2 separate regions of the Arachis hypogaea genome follow, and region 2 is linked to region 1. The links are chromatin contacts, called in public Hi-C maps. All regions are on one chromosome and are shown on one strand. The core of a region is the stretch at or near the end of the contact, and the rest is flanking DNA. Distances in the headings are between cores, read along the strand shown.

Evidence for each region. A called contact is a pair of places that touch in the nucleus more often than the background predicts.
Region 2: a Hi-C map of leaf shows a contact between it and region 1, with 1.9 times the contacts expected there. The contact joins the promoter of LOC112790520 here to the promoter of LOC112790519 in region 1. A contact is called at or near these places in 2 of 8 Hi-C or Micro-C datasets (both in leaf).

The regions. Positions count from the first base shown.
Region 1 is chr3:48,238,944-48,242,745 of arahy.Tifrunner.gnm2.J5K5, forward strand. It overlaps LOC112790519 (pro-cathepsin H), which reads right to left and starts at 1,886. Exons shown (of 7, transcript XM_025832958.2): 1 at 1,219-1,886. The coding sequence starts at 1,549.
Region 2 is chr3:48,695,653-48,699,454 of arahy.Tifrunner.gnm2.J5K5, forward strand. It overlaps LOC112790520 (serine/threonine-protein kinase RIPK), which reads left to right and starts at 1,952. Exons shown (of 5, transcript XM_025832959.3): 1 at 1,952-2,749; 2 at 3,035-3,170; 3 at 3,255-3,391; 4 at 3,495-3,618. The coding sequence starts at 2,366.

The sequences.
Region 1 (3,802 bases), core at 636-3,135:
CACAGCTACTCCAAGGGCATGCCTTTCTCCACTCTCCGACAAGCAATATAAATTGTTGGACATTAGGACATCATGAGAATATTCTCCTTCGACATCATATGCAAATTCTCATTTAAAATAGATACTGAGTGCTTCATTCCTTCTTTTCCAGAGTCCAAGTTGGCAGACAGTTTCGACCTCGCATCCAAGCTATCAGTACAACGAGTAATGTCGTTGTTGCCGCTCACATGGAAACTGAAGCGATTACTGAACATTGGTTTGGAGAAGAAGCTGAAGGAAATGATCGGAGTGGTGGACAATGTGGTCATGGAGATGATAGGGCAGAAAAAGAGGGAGATGACAACGACGACGGGTCTTAACAAATCAGACTTGCTGTCTAGATTCATGAGATTCGTCGAAGACGATAACTAGTTGAAAGACATAGGCATCAATTTTCCGAGTATGAATTGGTAGAGAACAAGTTGAGGAATTTTTTTCTTGTGAACATTAAATTTATAGAGTGTGCATGGTGTAGTTTGAAGTTACAGAGTTAGACTGCTAGTGTTATACGAGATATGATGAAAATTAGGAAAGAATAGTGTCATTTCTGAATAGAGGAGATATGTTAGGGATTATTTTGTCCTCCGTTAGAGTTAACAGAGTAAAGGACCTAAGTGACTGACTGAATTAATTGTTAGAGACCAATCGAGTAATTAATTTTAGTTGAGGACTAAATTGTCCAATCTAAAATTTTTTGAAGACCAAAATAGATATATACTTTTATATAAATATTGCTCTTATAAAATTTTACTACCAGAAATAAAATCTCTCACAGAGACACATATTTATAAAGTTTAACTTTAATGCACTTTCAGGTTAAGCAATTTTAGTCGTGCATTTACTTAGGTAAAGTCACCTAGCAAAAGTAAAATACTTTTTCACACTGATTGTATGAATGAGAACAGTTGTGACTGTGTAAAAATTTTAGATTATTTTACTCGCATCAAATTGGATTTATTTTGAGCTATTTATATATATAACTGATTTATTTTGAGCTTATTTTTCTTAAAAGCTTACCATAATAAGATGCAACAACTAAGTTACATCGTAGCTCTTGACTCAAATAACAAGAGAATGGTATGGTAGGACTCTCCCATAAGGGAAAACACACAACTAACCACAATCCAACGGCAGAAACTAACACATCAACAAAAAAAGAAGAAGCAGAGAGTAACTTACGGTTAACGGCGAGAGTGTACGACAATCGCTTTCTGTTAGTAGATCTTATGAGCCTCTTGTTCTCAGAGAACACTTCAAATCGCATCTTCAGCTCTTCGGGACTCTCATATCGTTTTCCATGTCTGACGGCGAACCGAGCGAAAGAGAGAGCGTGCCGGGTTCGCCCGACGACCCTAACCACCTCCGCCTCCACTTCTCGGAGCTCGTCTGGCACCATTCGGATTGGGTTCGGATCATCGGAGATCCACCCGGCCGATGCGGCGGCGACGACAAAGAACAATACCGCGATGGTGAACCACCACGCCGCCGGCGTTGACGATGAGCACGCCATAATGTTGTGTGTGCTGTGAAGGTGTGTTAGTGTTGTGTGATGTAATCCCGAAGAAGTTGGGGTAGGAAGGAATAGGATATTCGAATGGGATTCATTTTTATAATTTTATTGGCTGTTGCAGAGTATTTAAATTGACCAAAATACCCTTCGTCTTGGAAAGATCACTGGGTCTTATTCAAGGCCATAATCCATAATTTTTATGCATACTTCCAGAATGCCTGTTACATTCATTTAAGGGTATTATTCCATTGATAAAAATTATGATAAATATCTTAATAGTTCAGGTTAAAATGCATACAATAATTAATAAGTATCGTGTTATAGTGAAGAATGTTTTTTCTAATGAAAAGTGAGATTTTTTTTTATAATAGAAAAAATTAAGAATTAAAAATATTATGTGTAATATGAATTTTTTTTTAAAAAAAATAGTTATAATCTTTATTATTCATTCAACTTTATTTTTACTAAAAAAGAATTTTGATTAATAAATAAATACTTAGTTGAATTCATAGTTAACTCCTCCTTTTATTATGTTTAATAAATGACAAGATCAATCCTTTTAGCTTAATCATATTACATAAACACTAAAAGATAGTCACTAATTAATTATTTTGTATAAAAATATGTATTGGATAACTTATTTAAAAAATTTATTATACTATTACAAATAAATTTGATTATCTATCTATTATAAATTTTATTATTCAATATATTATAGTAGATTTAATTATTCTAATGCCTAATTATTTAGTAAAAATAACATATAAGTCAACATGAATAGTACTAGTATATTAACCACATATCACATATCCATCAGAAGTTTTTATGTATGAACAAATAAGATTTTTTTTTTCCGTTTCTGATGGTGAGGTTTTTAACTCTCTGCAAGGTTGCTAACGTGTTCCATGACGTAGTGATATGGAATTCTTGATATTTCTTGGCTATCACAGCATTGCGGGACCTGAGTTTTGTTTTGGTAATGAATATTCTATATGTGTTTTTGTTGTACAAGCAACAAACTTGAACAATCTTGTTTTATGTCTAGGAGTTTGATTTTCGTTCTAAGGAAAAACTAAAATTTCAAGTAAAGTGGATGAGGCCGTGTGGAAGTTTCAAAATATCTTTTTTGAGCTTTTGACTTATGAAAAGTAGTAGTATTAATGTTTGGTATAATTTTAAAAATTAAATTGCAACTTTTTAAAAAGCTATTTAAAAACTTATAGAGAATTTGAAAAAAATGACTTCTCTCATAATGTTATTATTTTTTACCATATTTCTATCAAATAAGTACTTTTAGAACTAAAAACTCAAACACAAAATAACTCATTTATAAGCTACTTTTAATATAATCATTTATTATTTAAATATTTTTTCAAAAGTAACTTAATTAAGTTATTTATTCAAATTGGGCCTAAATATCTAAACGACTTTTGAAATTTTCATTGTGCTTTAAAATAATTTTGAGTATATACCCAACCAAAGAATTTTAAATCAGACATTTTAGTCCCTAACTAAAATTAATTACTCGATTGGTTACTAACAATTAATTCTGTCAGCCACTTAGGTCTTTAGTTCCGTTAACTCTAACGGAAGACAAAATGATCCCTGACAACTCTAATAAGGGTCAAAATGATCCCTGATCCTTTTATTCGAAAACGACATTGTTCTTCTCCAATTTTTATCATATCTCGCATAACCCTAACATCCATACTCTCCTTCTTCACCTTCACAGTCTTCTTTTCCATCTTTTCCTTCCTCCTCTTTAGCTCCAAGATTAAGCCATGGTGTAATTGTCACACGTGTCGCACCTACCTCAACATGTCATGGACCATACACTTCTTAAATCTTTGTGACTGGTGCATCCACCTCCTCTGCACTTCACCCACCAAAAGCATCCACTTCCACGTCTTTGATAACATCACCTCCAACCTCGACAACGTCCACGACATCCTCAAGACCAAGTTCCATAACTACTCCAAGGGTGCGCCTTTCTCCACTCTCCGGCAAGCAATATAGATTGTTGGACATTAGGACATTATGAGAAGATTCTCCTTCGACATCATATGCAAATTCTCATTTGAAATAGACACTGGGTGCTTCATTCCTTCTTTTCCGGAGTCCAAGTTGGCAGACAGCTTCGACCTCGCATCCAAGCTATTACAACGAGCAATGTCCCCGTTGCCGTTCATATGAAAACTGAAGCGATTACTGAACATTGGTTCAGAGAAGAAGCTGAAAGAAGCGATTGGAATG
Region 2 (3,802 bases), core at 702-3,201, 460 kb after region 1:
ATACCAAATAAACAGAAAATTGTGTTCATAAACAACTGGATTTAGCGATTGAATTCTTTTCTATTCAATTCAAAATTGAATAATCCAAACCTCGTCCATTTGATTCGATTCAGAAGAATAATTCAAATCATTCTCATTCAACTGATTTGAAGTTGAATCATTCATTATTTTGATACGCTATTGAAATTTAAAAACGAAGAAGAAATCTGAAATTTGAAAACGAAGAAGAAAATGAAGAATATAAATGCAATACAGATTGAAGAAGAAAACGAAAAAGAAAATGAAGTTTTACGTTGAAGAAAACGAAGAAGAAAAATAGAGAAATTAGAGCAGAGAAGAACGACGAGAAACTCTACATTAAGAAAGAAGAAGCTCTACGTTGAGAAAGAGAATCTCTGCAGCATTGAGGAAGAAGTTTTACGTTAAAAGATAGGAGACGCATTATCCAAAAAGAATTTAGTTGACTTGGTTAAAAAAATTACATGAATACAAAATATTATTGAATAAAAATATATACTTGTGACAAAGTTTTTTTCCTCTCTATTATAGTATTATAATAAATGATAGAAAATCTATAAGTAAAATTTTAGCTTGATTTATGTTGGTCGAATTTAAGTCTTATTTGATTTTTGATTTAATTTAAATTTAACTTTCGATATTGATAAAAAATTAATAAAAAATAAATTTAAACGGTTTAAATTTATTTTATTTACTATTTATTAATTTTAATAATAATTAATGAATACTAAATAAATTAAAATAAATTTAGACTAATTTTTTATTGTTCCTCAATCATTACTGTTTAATTTCATTGGGCGAGCATGCTTCCAGAAAAGGCATATACTTGGACTGGCTATTACTGTCATGCCTGGCTAACTTGAAAGCTAGGCCATAATTTGTTGTTTCGTCATTTTTTGTATTTATTTAAGACAACTGAACAAGTTGCATTAATTAATTTGTATTTGAGCTGCATCATCTTCTAGAAACCGCAAACCAACTCTATGCTGAAGTTGACCAACCAAGGATTTTATTTTCAATACGCTGAAGAACAAACACGCATAAGAAAAATAAACATGTAAATAAAATGCTATACACATATAATCTCCTTGATTCACGAAATTGGCCTTTTGAGTAGAGGACTAGGGAAATGGAATGGAACGTATGTGAAAAATGTTTCGGAATTCACATTTATTGTAGACCTAACTTTTTTAACATTTATCTATTTAGATTTGGTGTGATTTTACCCTGATCCCAGTTGAGAATTACGTTCAATCAAATAATAATGGTAAAAAACAAAAATGTCAAGTGAGTTTAATATATAGTAAAACATATATATACATAATAAGAAAAATAATTTTTTGTCAATAAATTATAACTCAAATGACATAGTCTTTTTATATTCATTTAGAGCGGAGATTTTATCTTTGATAAAAAAAACAATTTTTTATTCTTCTGGTTGTTTGTTCTCCTTTTTTTTCTCGATATATTTTTCGGGGCTACTAGAACTCCTCTTTAAACAGCATATGTTGGAAGAAGGTCAACGATAACCCACGAGTTAAGCGAAGGGGTAGGGAGTAAAAATAGGATTTTTAAATGATTATTATTTGCCGTATGAAAATATTTTGGTCCGAAGAAAGTGCAGCTTTGCAGGACTTTGTAGTTTATGTCACATCTATCCCTTTGGAAAATTAGAGGAAATATTCTTGAAGGTGCTTTTGAAATCGGAAAGGTTGCAAATTATTACATATATAATAAGATAAGAAGACGAGCCGAAAAAGTTCCTCCTTTTCCAAACTTATAACCATTAATGCATCAAAGTCAAGGAACGGAGGGTAGGCATGTCATTTTGCTTTGATAATTACATCGTAGACTTGGGGTTTCCCATTTAAATCAAATAATAATAATCAAAATCTTAATTAATTAAGTTGTTCAAATCTTTTGGTCTTTTCTTGCTTGCCAAACAACCACTGCATGCAAGTATCGAAAACTTCTCTCTTTCTATAAATATACACGCAGACACAATTAAAGAGTGCAAGTATTCCAAATTGCATATACCTACACAACTAATAAAAAAGAAATTAGAACCTAGATGGAGAAAAAATCAACCAACGAAAGAAGGTAGAAAAGCCTCTCCATTTTCTCTTGGTGCAGTTGAAGATTTTGAATATTAGAACTCTCTTTATTTTAATTTACATTCTCTCTTGAAAAGTCCAAAACCCCATTTTCCATTTCCACCTTACCACACACTATCTCTCTCGATCCTTCTTACCTAACACTCTCATATTCCCACCAAGTGCATCACCATATATATAAATATACACTAGTATCATATCATATCGATTCATTGATTGAAGAAAGAAGAAGAATGACATTCATGAAAGGAATATGGAAATCAATGTTGCCGGGATGTTACAAAGGAGAGTACCCATCAAGAAAGCCGAAGAGAGTGGTTTCGACGAAGCCAATATGTTCGCAGAGGATATCAGTGAGTGACTTGAGCTTCCCAAGCACAACATTCTCGGAGGATCTGTCGATGTCGCTGGCGGGAACAAACCTGCATGTCTTCACGCTGGCTGAGCTCAAGCTCATCACTCAGCATTTCTCGTCCAGTAACTTCCTTGGCGAAGGCGGGTTCGGACCGGTTCACAAGGGCTTCATTGATGATAAGCTTAGGCATGGCCTTAAGCCTCAGCCTGTTGCTGTTAAGCTCTTGGACTTGGATGGCTCCCAAGGCCATAAAGAGTGGTTGGTATGTATATATTAATATTCAATATTATATTAATTAAATAATATAATCAAGGGATCGGAAGTCGATTTTATACCTACCTTTGCAAATAAAATGTTATTGTATGCGGACAATACTGCCAAATTTTTTAATATAAAAGTGTAATTGATCCCATTATTATAAATATAATACCTTGGTGATTAATGATATAATAAGTGGTTAATTATGAATTTATGGTAATAATTAGTGTTTTTTGACTTGTGGGTTCTAAGTTCTAACCTTGCTTGTTTTGGTTTTAATTTGCAACAGACTGAAGTGGTTTTCCTGGGTCAACTAAGGCATCCACACCTTGTGAAGCTGATTGGATATTGCTGTGAAGAAGATCATAGGCTTTTGGTATATGAATACTTACCAAGAGGCAGCTTAGAAAATCAACTATTTAGAAGTAAGATATTAGCTAAATAATTAATTTTCTTTCAATAATAATCTTCATATTGGATTAATTAATTTACTTGTTTTTTTTTTCCAGGATTCTCAGCATCATTGCCCTGGTCAACAAGAATGAAAATTGCTGTTGGAGCTGCAAAGGGTTTAACCTTTCTCCATGAGGCAGAGAAGCAAGTCATCTATAGAGATTTCAAAGCTTCAAACATATTGTTAGACTCTGTAAGCATCAATAATATATAAATAATTTCTCTCTCTCTCTCTCTCTCTCGCCATTAGAATAATTATTTATTGAACTCATTCAATATATGAATTATGGTTTTAGGATTACAATGCAAAACTATCTGATTTTGGGTTAGCAAAGGATGGTCCTGAAGGAGATGACACCCACGTTTCAACTCGTGTTATGGGAACCCAAGGCTATGCTGCCCCGGAATATGTCATGACAGGTATATTTTATTTCTTATTCAATTCTAACTTTTTTTTATTTGCTGTGCTACAATTCTAAATATATATACATACTCCATTTTCATTATTTTGAATCATATATACATCCATACATATACTAATTTAGGCATTAACACTAGAATTGATGACGTAGATCAATATTATAAGTACAACCATGCTATATAT